4 separate regions of the Mus musculus genome follow, and regions 1, 3 and 4 are each linked to region 2. Evidence: chromatin contacts called from public Hi-C and promoter capture Hi-C data. All regions are on one chromosome and are shown on one strand. Each heading gives the region's core, a stretch centred on a gene start, on an enhancer-like site or on the middle of the called end of the contact. The rest is flanking DNA. Distances are from core to core; before and after follow the strand shown.

What was found. Promoter capture Hi-C pulls out the DNA fragments that hold promoters and counts their contacts. A called contact is a pair of places that touch in the nucleus more often than the background predicts.
Region 1: a promoter capture Hi-C map of second pharyngeal arch cranial neural crest shows a contact between it and region 2. The contact joins the promoter of Esyt2 here to the promoter of Tedc1 in region 2. A contact is called at or near these places in 5 of 39 promoter capture datasets (cranial neural crest, frontonasal cranial neural crest, maxillary cranial neural crest and 2 more) and 1 of 484 Hi-C or Micro-C datasets (embryonic stem cells).
Region 3: a Hi-C map of erythroblasts shows a contact between it and region 2, with 6 times the contacts expected there. The contact joins the promoter of Setd3 here to the promoter of Tedc1 in region 2. A contact is called at or near these places in 1 of 39 promoter capture datasets (liver) and 1 of 484 Hi-C or Micro-C datasets (erythroblasts).
Region 4: a promoter capture Hi-C map of second pharyngeal arch cranial neural crest shows a contact between it and region 2. The contact joins the promoter of Wdr60 here to the promoter of Tedc1 in region 2. A contact is called at or near these places in 5 of 39 promoter capture datasets (cranial neural crest, frontonasal cranial neural crest, maxillary cranial neural crest and 2 more) and 1 of 484 Hi-C or Micro-C datasets (the G1E-ER4 cell line).

What each region holds. Positions count from the first base shown.
Region 1 is chr12:116,279,580-116,282,537 of GRCm38.p6, forward strand. It overlaps Esyt2 (extended synaptotagmin-like protein 2), which reads left to right and starts at 1,643. Exons shown (of 22, transcript NM_028731.5): 1 at 1,643-2,093. The coding sequence starts at 1,764.
Region 2 is chr12:113,154,963-113,157,993 of GRCm38.p6, forward strand. It overlaps Tedc1 (tubulin epsilon and delta complex 1), which reads left to right and starts at 1,459. Exons shown (of 8, transcript NM_134041.3): 1 at 1,459-1,609; 2 at 1,713-1,791; 3 at 2,199-2,401; 4 at 2,616-2,765. The coding sequence starts at 1,475.
Region 3 is chr12:108,177,654-108,180,547 of GRCm38.p6, forward strand. It overlaps Setd3 (SET domain containing 3), which reads right to left and starts at 1,631. Exons shown (of 13, transcript NM_028262.3): 1 at 1,500-1,631. Ccnk (cyclin K) reads left to right here and starts at 2,085. Exons shown (of 12, transcript NM_009832.2): 1 at 2,085-2,227.
Region 4 is chr12:116,261,626-116,264,582 of GRCm38.p6, forward strand. It overlaps Wdr60 (WD repeat domain 60), which reads right to left and starts at 1,400. Exons shown (of 22, transcript NM_146039.3): 1 at 1,226-1,400. The coding sequence starts at 1,240.

The DNA of each region.
Region 1 (2,958 bases), core at 393-2,892, 3.1 Mb after region 2:
CCTTTGTCGAGCAGACTACTGCTCTCTTTCAAACATGGCATGTCTCTGAAATGCTGTAATACATATTCACACATACTCACGGGAAAATCTTCCACAGGTGACTTTGCATTTATTTATTTATTTGCATTTATTTGTTCATTCAGAACTTACTACATAAACCAAGGCATTTATTTTTTCAAATACATTGGTGAATCAAAAACATCAGGTTGCAGAAAAGTGGGAACTTTGTTTTCTGTAGGTTTCAGATACTGATGACACTGGTAGCTTTGTGTTGGTGCAAGGTAGTGGTGGGTTAATATTTGAATCACAAGGATTGTGGCATAAAATCAGACACAAGAGATGGGCAATGAATGGCTACTAATGGAACAAAGTATGACCCAGGATAACTTGGCTCTGAATCTGCAACATTCCACAATCATAGTCGTGGAATTATCCTCCTGGAAAATTTTCTTAAAAATTATGCCTCTGTGTGTGTGTGTGTGTGTGTGTGTGTGTGTACAGGCGATTGTGAAGACCAGAGGTATTAGATCCCATGGAGCTTTAGATACAGGTGCATGTGAACAGCCAGATGTGGATTTTGGGAATTGACTCAGGAATTGGGTTCTCAGGTGCTGGGCCATCTCTCCAGCTCCTCTTTAGCAAACTTTAAAGCAGATGTCTTTTTTTCTCTTCTCTTCCCTTTCCTTACTTCCCTTTTTTCCTTTTTCTTTTTTGCAAGCTTCACATATGTCCCCTCAGATGTCCCCTAAGAGTTTGGCCTTGACGGGGGTAGGGGGTGGTGGACCCTGGCTGCCTTTTTTTTTTTTTTTTTTTTTTTTAAATCTTCATGACAACTGTGCTTTCCTAAGCTCACTGGGGCCATTTTGTTTGGGAAGTCAGACCTGAAGGAGTACTAGACCCAGAGGCGCCACCACACAGTAAGGCCTCAAGGTAAATTTTACTGCAGCAGGCGCAAAGTTCTCATTCCACAGAGGCAGGCCCAGGAGCCATCCTCTCACCCTAGGAACCTGCAAGTTCAAGTTCTCCGCCAGGGAGCTAGGACAGGCAAGAGGTTGGCTGACGAACGCCGAGCTCTCCGCTAAGCTGGAAAGGACTCAGCCCGCTAGCCTTCCCACTAGTCAGGGCCATTGCTCCCTTCCAACACCCGCGGAAGCCACACCTCCCTCTCCGGCCGTCCCTGCGAGCCAAGTCCGGGTGTGTCCCCCTGGCGCGGCGCCCACCCTCCGAGGGCGCAGACCGAACCGCCCTCACAGGTTAGGGGCGGGGCCTGCCTGGCGTGATGGCTTCGCCTGCAGCCCCTTCTTGGTGTAACGACCGGAGAGTAGCAGCACAGCAACCCCAGCGCAGAGGCGGGTCCGACCGCGCGATGACACCAGGCACAGACCATTCGCCGCCGGGGGATCTTTCCTGAGGGCGCGGACGAGGGAGCGGGATCCGGTTGGCGACTGACACGTCGCCCCGCCCTAGATTCTTTCAGGGTCGGCTGTCTCTGAACAGTGGATCCCAGTGAGGAAGAGTCGGGCGCATGCTGATTGCGTCACCAAACCACGCACTCAGCCCGAGCAAGCCCCTCTCTGGGAGAGGCCTCGGTGGGGGAGGGCCCTGCGCACTGTGATGACGGCAAGTCCCGCCCGTTTGAGGAGTGGAGCGGTGGAGCCCGCGGTCCCCCTCAGTGGGGCGCTGGCGCGCGGGCTAGAGCGACCTGCGGTCCGTGGGAGAGCCGCGCCCGCCTCGGCAGGGAGGAGTGCTCAGCGCGGCTGGAGATGAGTAGCGCGGGGGGCGAGGGGCCGGAGGCCGGTCCTGGCCGGGCTGGGGGCCGCTCCGAGCCCGAGGCCCCGGGCAGCGCTCTGAGTGTGGACTTGCCGGGGCTGCTGGGGCAGCTGGCGCGCAGCTTCGCGCTGCTGCTGCCGGTGTACGCCCTGGGCTACCTGGGGCTGAGCTTCAGTTGGGTGCTGCTGGCGCTCGGGCTGCTCGCCTGGTGCCGCCGGAGCCGCGGCCTCAAGGCCAGCCGCCTGTGCCGCGCGCTGGCGCTGTTGGAGGACGAGGAGCAAGCTGTGCGCCTGGGAGTGCGCGCCTGCGACCTGCCCGCCTGGGTGAGTGTTGCCCCCCCAGACCTGAGCGGAGTCAGGTCCGCACCACCCTTCTCCCCTTCTCAGTGACGGGTGGGGAACTCAAGCCCCAGCCCGAGTGAAGTGTCAGCCACCGCTTGTTCCGAATCTCCGTCCGATCCGGGATCCGCACAACCAGGATCCCGGACCGAGTCAGGTGTGCGACCTTACTGCTGTCTGCCTCTCCTGCTGTAAACTGCTGTCTGCTGTCAGCACTCTGCCCACCTGCTTTCCTCGGGAGTTCTGGCCACTGTGGCCCACCCCGGCTCTGAGCGACGGTCTGCGTCCGAGTCTCACTTGTGTCAGCGCACCGCCTCCCCCACCTAAGTCAGGTGTCCTTATTGCTGTCCCCACCCTCATCCTGGGCGAGGTGTCCTGGTCATTATCTGCTCCGAGAGTGTCCGCTCTCAGTCCTCTTCCTGGCTTTCAGTCCTCCTCGCCCATCGCTAGCAAAGTGCGCAGGTAGTGAATACTTCCTAACTTGGCAGAACTGGTCATTGTTAGTTGCTGGGCCTCTTCCTCCTCTCATGCTGGCAGTGACTACCGCCCAGAAGCACACTTGGTGGGCGATGAGATCTCAGTTGTCCAGAGCGATTCTGTAAACCTTTTGCAAGCATGGCGCTGCAGGCCTGGAACCGTCCAGATTCTCCTTTCTGATTTAAAAAGTAGTGACAGCCAATATGGGGAGAAGTTAATTAAAAAAATCAGGAAGACTCATTCATTTCTTAGTTGTGTCTAACACGATTGAAGTGTTCCTGAAAAGCTTATGTTAGAAGAATTGAAATGTTTGTTTCATTGTTTAAAATACCAGAGGGAAGACTAGGCACTTTGATATGATCATTTAATATCC
Region 2 (3,031 bases), core at 209-2,708:
CCATAAGGGTGTATCAGGAGTTCCTTGGCACAGTAGACAAGAACTCAAGTCTTTGTGCTTTTCAGGGCGCTTCGTGTTTAAGGTGTGCAGTATAGCATGGCTCTGAAGCGAGGGCAGGAAGAGCAGGTAGAAACTAGCTGGGCGAGGCCATTTGCTGTGTGGCAAGGGGCCAGGAAGGAGGAGACCCTGAGGCAGAATAGCTGAAGGTATCCAGATGAGCAGAGGAAGGTCTGCAGCAAAACACAGGGAGGGTCAAGGTAAAGGTGAGCCCGCAGTCTCCGCACTTCCGGAGGGCGTGGCCATCCTGTAGACCGCCGTTAAACTGGCAGGTGCCAAGGGACAGCTCTGCCCCTCCCTCTCACCTCACTTTCCTTTTCCGCACCGCACCCTCTCCCTCTCCACCTGCCTCTTCTTTCCTAGCTTTGAGATGCAGAGTACACGCAGTACTGTCTGTCCGCTGCTCCAACTATTTTTGGTGGCGACATCGAGGGCACAAAGCTTAGTTTGTGTCCGCTCGAGCGTTCAGGTCTCGCCCCAGCAATTCTTCCTGCCACTCGTCGCCTACAGGCTTGTCTCTGGATCACCGTTGGCAGCGTCCGGCCTTTGTCCGGCCCTCCTCCACACGCACTGGCGCACATAATGTGATCTTTCGCATCCGGCTTCCCACAGAGGCTGCTCTGGCTTCACCTAGGTTGTAGCCACGTAGTAGGCTCATGCCGGTTGCGGAGGATAGTTGCCGACTGCATGTCTTTCCCCGTGCATCAGGTTGCACTCTGGGTTCATTCTGCCATTGTCATGTAGCTACTGTGAATCCTTGCGGGATTCTCAAAGCTTACCAAGATTGCTCCTGAAGGGCTGAGTGCAAAACTAAGTTCAACCTTAAAAGAGAGGGCCGCACCCTTTTATGAAGTGGAGAATTTTCCTTAAAAACTGCTCTTCTAGTGGCTGGAGGAAGAATGAATATGGGGACAAGGAAGTCTGGGGCTGGCTGTACATGAGAGGGAGGATGGCTTTCCGAAGAGACTTCTGGCGACGTGGCCCCCGGAACTCCCCACCCACTTCGCAGGGCTCAGCTGCTTCTCGCGGAGGCCTGGCGACCCCTGGCGGCGGGTTCCTTCCAGGGCGGCTTCGCAGAGACACTCCCTTCGTGGCTGGGTGGAGCCACATTGCTCCTTCCTCCGCTCCTCCAGGGAACACCTCGGGCGCATGCGCGCCCTCCAGCCTCGCGCTTCCCTAGCCCGGGGTTGCTAAGGCGGTTGATAAGTCGAGGTGCTGATTGGTGAGTTCCAACGGAGTTGGCACCTCCAATCCCCGCCCCCGACCCCGGAAGTGCCTGCCTACGGGATAGACTGGTAGGCACTCAAACGCCAGAGTCATCGTTCATTGGGCCTGAGGGGAGAAGGCGGGCCTCATCCGGAACTGTGATTGGTCGGGGTCCCGAGCGGGCAATCCGAGGCTGTCTAGTGCTGGCTGTATGCGGCGGCGGCGGAGCCGGGTGGAAGGGGCTGCCCGGGCCCTGCCTGAGGCTGTCGCCGCGCTGAGTCGGTGCCTGCCTGCTGGGCCCAGCCCAGAAATCTTCCGCCGCGCCAAGTTCGATCGACCTGAGGCGGTGAGGCTATTCGAGTAGGCGGTCGGGGTCGGGGCAGGCGTTGCCTGGGCTGATGTAGGTGACACCTGATACCCGCTGACTACAAACTCCTCGTTTGCTTCAGGCTCCAGTGCTCTGGCAGCTTCTCTTGCGCGTGCTCTCACCGCTTGCTGCAAACAATACCTGGACCGACCTTGCCCCAGGTAAGCCCCGCCCTCTCAGAAAGCCGCTCCCCAAGGCTATTGTAGTTTTGTCTTAACCCACCAAGTCCCGCCCCATCAAAGCTCCTCTGTTGTTTCCTCCCTTCCTGCAGGCACCTGCTCCTCTCGCTGTTGCGCCCACTTCCATTAGTATAAGTTCCCACTAGCCTTTACCACGCTTACCTGGGTAGTAGTGGCTTTATCACTCCAGTGAAACGCTGAGACTGGCCAACCACTCACAGAAATCCTGCCCGTTGGTTATCACTTTGCCTCCTCATAGACTCTCAGATCTCGCCTCCTTAGTCCACGCTTAGCAGGTTCTAAGCTTAGGGGGTGCTCTCAGGTCCCCAGAGGGATCCAGGTGAAATCTCCAGGTTAGCACCCCCTGATCTGATCATTTCCCACTCCAGAGGCCCAAGCCTGTGTGGTGAAATCAGCACTGGGCTCCCAAGGCTACCCCAGGTCTGTGCTGCTACAATTTCCAGACGGCAGTTCTCAGGGAAGCCGGGAACTGCTGTTGGCCCTGTCTTGGCTCCTCGCCCGAGGACCCTTGCTTGAGCAGCTGCTTGCCCAGACCCGTGTGCAGCTGGGTGACCAGTTGCCCCAGTGGGAGGTGAGTATGTAATTGAGGGTGTCAGAGCCCTGCTTTGCCCAGAACCCGTGGATTTCTCCGGGCTTCCAGCTCATGTGGTATTTGCCCTTGGTGTGGTTCTCATCCAGCTTTGAAGCTGAGGATGTACGTCAGTAGTACAGCTTCCCTGTCCTGGTCCTTCCTCGAGATATGGGATGTATAGCAGGGCTGACTCTTGTTCCCTCTCTACTGTGAGGCCCCAACCAGTCCTGGTCCTCCTGCACCCTTTGTGGAACCAAAGAGCCCCGTGGATCTCCGACTAGTGGAATGGCTGATGGGAAGGCTGCGGTTTAGGTGGCGATGCCTGATCTCTAGTCAGCAGGAGCAGTGTATCCTCCTCAGCAAGGTAATACAGGCACATGGCTCTTCACCCTGTGCCCAGGCTGCCTTTCCCTGGGGTCCATCTCTGTCACCACTATTGGACCACTGGACTGCTGGGCTTATCCCAACTCTGACCTTTACAAGCAGGGACGGACCGTGCTTTACCTGTGTCCTGGTGAGCAAGGTGTGGAAGCCCTCGGTGAAGTTGTCTGGTGCCCTTCTGCAGCCTCTGCCCCCAGTATTACTGGGGTATCCTGAGCCCAGCTCTGTCCTTTCTGGTTATAAGTGGTC
Region 3 (2,894 bases), core at 381-2,880, 5.0 Mb before region 2:
AGCAACTACTTCCCTCCAAGGGAACTAGAGTTGCATATCCAGATATTAGTAATATCTCAAAAGAGAAAGGAACGCACGGTAAAAAGAAGGTAGGGGCAATAAAGACCAAGGTTGTTTAGAGTCCCAGTAAGATGTTCTTTTTTTCTGTAGCTTTTCAGAACTTGGTTTTGCAAACTGTTTTCTTAAGCCCTAGAAAAACTCCTTCCCAAATGGCTGGAATTCCACCAAAATATCAATCATGGCGCCCCAGAGACCCATCTATAAAGTGAGCCTCTACAGGTAGGAGCCTACATACACACTGTAGGTTCCAGTGAGTCTAGACAAACTTTTTAACTTGGGGAGGAAATGTCCTTTTATACTGCTGTATTTTAAGGGTGCGTTCACTTAAAACTCCCCAAGACTATCACTGTTTAAAACTCATTTTAAAAACACCCTCAGCATCGCCTTTGAAAGGGAAATGGGAACAGTATCACATATGAAAAACCCACACTTTCAGTGTCCAAGTCTGGTTTTAGTTTTTGTGTGTTTTTTGAAAGGGTCTCCCTATGTAGCTCTGGCAGGCCTGAAACTCCGGATTCCCTGCCTCAGCCTTCCTGGATGCAGTTCTGTTACATCTATCAGTAAAACCTCAATCTTCTAAGGGTCTGCAAAGGCAAGATGGCTGTCAACATCCTGTTCAAATGTGTTTACTTCGGTAACAACACCGTTTTCGTTTAGAAATGGATTACAGCATGTCCCGAGTCATCTTTACGCGTGCACCCCTCCAGAAACGCACCAACGTCCTCTCCCGACACGACGCGGAGGGGGTGAGGCCCCTCGGCAGCCAGTGGCGCACGTCACTAATCAGCTCCTTCTCCAAGAGTGGCAGGCGGGGAGAAGAGGCAGAGTCGCATGCCCAGGCTGCAGCCGCAAGAAGGAAGAGTTGAAAATCGGAATGGCAAACTCCGAGAGCACGGACCGCTTCTCTCTCGCAGCGCGCTCGTCGCGTGTGGACCTCGGCCAGGGGCGCGTGGGAAGAAACCTGACCTATTTTCTACGCCCGCCTTTGCGAGCGGGCAGTGGAGGACAAGGCGCGGGGGCCGGGCTCCCCGTGGGCAACAGAGAGCTGCAGAGGGGCCTCGGCCCCAAGCCGCGTGCGCCTGCCACCGGAGGAAGGAAACCAAGGCTGCAGCCCGCCGCACGCAGTCCCAGCGCCCCGCGCGCACTCCGGGCCCCGGCCGTACCCGAGGGCGGCGCCCAGGCCGCGCCCAGGCCGCGCCCTGAACCTGCCGCCTGCCCCCGTCCCGGTGGAAGAGGGAAGCTGCAGACGCTCGCCAGTCCCCTCAGGGACCGGGCCTGCCGGGCCTCGGAGCCCACAGCCTCCCAGGCCCTGAGAACTCGGTCGCGGCCGAGCACCGGACCTCGGAGTCCGCACGCTCGGCCTCACCTCCTTAAGGAGCGGTGGAACCCCGTCCCCTCAGCCCGCGGGCCGCACGCGGGTGCTTGCCGTCCGCACTCACCTGCCCGCTTCGTCTTCGCGCAGCGGCGGCGCCACACTCCGGCCGGGACCCCACCGTCCGCCTCAACCAACCCCCAGGCGGCGGCGGCGGCGGTGGCGGCGGCGGCCGGACGGGAGGGGCTGGACGGCAGCCAGAGACAGCCCCGCCGCCTAGGCCCAACCCGGCTCCGCCCGCCCCTGGGCCCCGCCCACGGGCCGCCGCCGCCGTTCATTGGCCCGCACCTAACACGCCTCGGCGCGGCTCCGCCCCGCCGCCCATCCGCCCGCCAGCCAGGGTGCTGATCAGCCATTGGACATCAGCAACCGGGGCGGAGCCGTATCCGAAGACTCGATTGGTTAGATCTCGCGCTGTGATTGAACGACGGGAGCCCTGGCTCCGCCTCCGGGCCGAAGTTCCGTTAACAGGTTCGGTTGCTCCCGAACTCCCTTTCGCCAAGGGGGTGGGGCGATGGGAGGGTGTGTGCGAGTGTTTCCCCTCCCCCTACGGGCCGCAGTCCACAAGGCCGCAGGGTAGGCGGAGCGGCGACTGTTGACTTGTTACTTTTTTTCTTTTTTTTAGCTTTACTTTCTTCTAATTGGTTGACAGGCACCTGACTTTCGCCGCCCCCTCCGGCCGCTTCTTAACGTCCCGAGACGCAGGGAAATGACGTAGTTCCCCGACATTCCACCTCCAAGATGGCTGCTGTCAGGAAGGAGAGACGTCGCTGAGGGTTTTGCCTGAGGCGAGGGGTGAGTATCTAGCTGGCCGCGGGCAGCGCCGCCCACCGTCTGCGCTCCTGGTGGTCCGAGGAGGGTATTTTCCAGCTGCCTGGGTTCTACGGAAGAGTCCGGCTTCCCGGATTCCACCGCCCTCCTTGGAATCCCTGATGCACGTTGAAATTAGCAGGCGACGCGGGGTTGGCGGCGAGGGAGCTTCGGGACAGGGTCGGGTCCTCTGGGGTGCGCCGCTAATGCCTGGAACTGGAAGCTGACCTCGCAGAGGAAAGTGGTTGCGGTTTGGGGGATTCCTAGCCGAGGAATAAAAGGGTGGCGGGGCTTACACGCACAGACCCTGCCTCAGACCGACCCGGTCACCCACGGCTTGTGGATCCCTCTGTTAAGTAGGATTGAGGCTTTGGAAAGTGTTCCGTGACTCTTGAACCACGGAACTCAGGTAGGACCAGGAATGAAAAGGGACTTCCTCGATAAGACTCGTTCTTACCCAGACGTCATCCTCTCCTGAGTGCTTGTTTGCCTCGGTGTTAGGGGAACTGATCTTTATTAAGTTGAGAAATAACATGTATATGTTAATCTGAAAACGTTTAAGCAGTTTAACCTGCCTAATGTATTCTTGGTGGTGTTCTTAACTTTGGACTACCAATAAAACACAGCTTTCCATAAGTCACTCAGTGTTTAA
Region 4 (2,957 bases), core at 150-2,649, 3.1 Mb after region 2:
AAACCACAGTGGTAGTGCATGGCTTCAATACCTGACTTCCATCCAGACAGGTCATCCAAAAAAAAAAAACTAAACAGAGAAGTTGCTGGAGTTTAAAAAAGCAAATGAAAAAACAAAACAAACAAAAAATATCGTAAGTCAAATTGACAGACAAACACACACACAAATATCCCACCCAAACTCTAAAGAATATTCTTTCTTTTCCAAAGCTCATGATCACATATTAGAACACAAGGCAAGCCTCAATACATATAAGAAAACTGAAATAGCACCCTGAATCCTATCTGACCACCATGGAGTAAAGCTGAATATCAACAATACCAAACAAACTCATGGACACTGAACAACTTACTACTGAATGAAAATTGAGTCAAAACAAAAATCACAGAGGAAAATAAACTTTTTAAAACTGAATAAAAATTCAACATAGCCAAACCTACAGGGCACAATGAACACAGTTTGTAAGACGAAAGTTCATAGCACCAAGTGTCTCCACCAAAAAACTAGAGAGGTTTTATATTGGTAATTTCATGATGCACCTGAAAGCCCTAGAAAAACAAGAAGAAATAATAACCCCAAAAGAGTAGATGGCACAAAAAAAAAAAAATCAAACTCAGGACTGAAATCAAAGAAACTGTAACAACACAAACCAGTACGAAGAATCAATGAAACTAAAGAGCTGACTCTTTCAGAAAGATCAACAAAATGGGCAAACTTTTACCCAGTAAACTAAAAGATGGAAAGAGAAGACCTAAATTAATTAAAGCAGACAAGGGTCCTTTATAATAGACGCTAAGGTAATTCATAGGATTTATCATGAGTTGTTAATAGGGCCATAAGGACATACTTTAAAAACCTGTATTGCACCAAACCGGAAAACCTAAGAGATGGATTTTTGATATAAACGACCTACCAAAGTTAAAGTCAACAACCTTCTACCTTAACGAGACTCATGTTTCACCTTGCGGCACTTTTTTTTCAGGAGTCCTGTGCCTTCCTGAAGTTGACACTCAGCCTCGCCTCTGGATGAGTCCAGAAACTCCTCCACAAACCGCACCTGGAGCTAAGAAGTGAGAGGCAACAGCAGAGCTGAGACCTCGACCCAAACTCCGCCTCCAGCTCTCTCCTAAGTGCAGGCCCAGGAGGAACCCGATCTCCATTGCCAAGAAAGAGGGGGGTAATGGGGGCGCGGGCCGGACCAGGCTGGGCCCCGCGGCGCACCGACCTTCCCAGGCTCCATCGCTCCTCGAGGCCGGGACAGCCGCGTGTCCTCGGCCCAGCAGGCGCGGGCCACCGGAGGAAGATAAACCCGCCGTCGCTCAGCTCTACCAGCCAGCCAGGCCTGCTGCGACTTGGGTCCCAGGAGGGCCGGCGTCCCCGCCTCCTAGCAACGGGCCGAAGGCGCTGGCCCAGCATGCCCCGCGGCCGTCCCCAGCACGCGCGCCTGCGCGCCCGTGTTTTCTGCAAACACGCAGGAGCCTTTTCTTATGTCTTGAGTTTCTTTGTCTGATCCTTCTTTGACCCTCACAGTTGACAACGAGAGATGGGAAGGAAACGGTGATTGAGCTTTATACTTGAACAAGGCTTTGCCTCCTCAACTCACACCCTATAGACTGTCTTTTCATGAAAATCATTTGTGGCCAACTGCGGCAGCGCACACCTTTAGTTAATTCTATTACAATGGAGACAAGGCAGAAGGATCTTTGTGAGTTCAAGACTAGGCTGTCTGCCTAGCGATACTTAGGAAGTATCTAGATCGTATGTTAGCATTCTGAGCTTTTTCTGCAGATGAGAAGTTTACTATTCGCACACTTTTCTAAGTTACATATTACTGTAACCCACGTTAGAATTTGACTTTCCACTCACTTAACACCACACAAAGGTCACTAAGCCAAATCCTTGTCATACAAAAGGTACTAACATACATTAAGTCTTTCATCTTTGCTTAAGGTCTATTATCTTTGTTTCTACTAATCCAGTACATTTCTTAGAGGGAAGGTAATCTTGGTGTTGGCTGTGGTTTATTTTGGTCCAGTTCTTACAGAATTTTACTGGTTCTTGCCTATGGCCATTTCTGCCTCATGAGCACTGAGGTTAGAAGCAGGCTGCCCCATCTGACTTTTACGTGGGTGATGGTGATCCAGACCCTGGTCTGCGTGCTTGCATGACAAATGCTTTATCTACGGAGCTATCTCCCCAACCCCAGGAGCTACATTTTCAAAAGTTGAAAAAGGTTAAATTTAATAGTATATTTTACCAGAGACAGGCATAAACTGTTATCACTTTAACGTGCAGTATATATTTGAAGTATTAACGTATTTTTAAAAACTTGTAGTGTCTTCAAAATTCTTTACTTACAGAATATGTCAAGACTAGCCACCTCCCAAGTACCCAAAGCCCACATGTGATTAGAAGCTTCTTTAATGAGCAGAGCACACCTGTAACAAAGGGTCTGGATTTCATGACTGGAGAGATGGCTAGAGATGAAAAGGGAGGTGTGTGCAAATTTGTGAAGGGTATTGAATGTCATGACACAAAACTTCTTAATGTGAAGCTACAAAGCATTCAAATGGGAGACAGGTGCTATAGTTGGATGTTGGGATAGGTTCATGGGGAAAGAATAAAGTCAGGTAATGAAGGGGAAGGATCGAGTAAGGAACACCACTCTCTGCTCACTGCAGTCGCCTAAATATTCACACACTGTTCAGATGCATGGCCTGCCTGGGAGATGGATCCTTCACCCTGTCCATTCACTCTTCCCAAACATTCCTGTGTTGGTCCAGCACCACTTTCCTACAGATTTAATTCAAAGTTTATAACTTATGTACTTGTTGCTATCCTCCGTTCTCTTTTGTGTATAGTCTTCATTTTTAATTTCCATGTCCCTAATTAGATTATACACTAATTTATAATTTCACATTATTATGGATACAAACAAAGCCTTTTTATTTCACAGT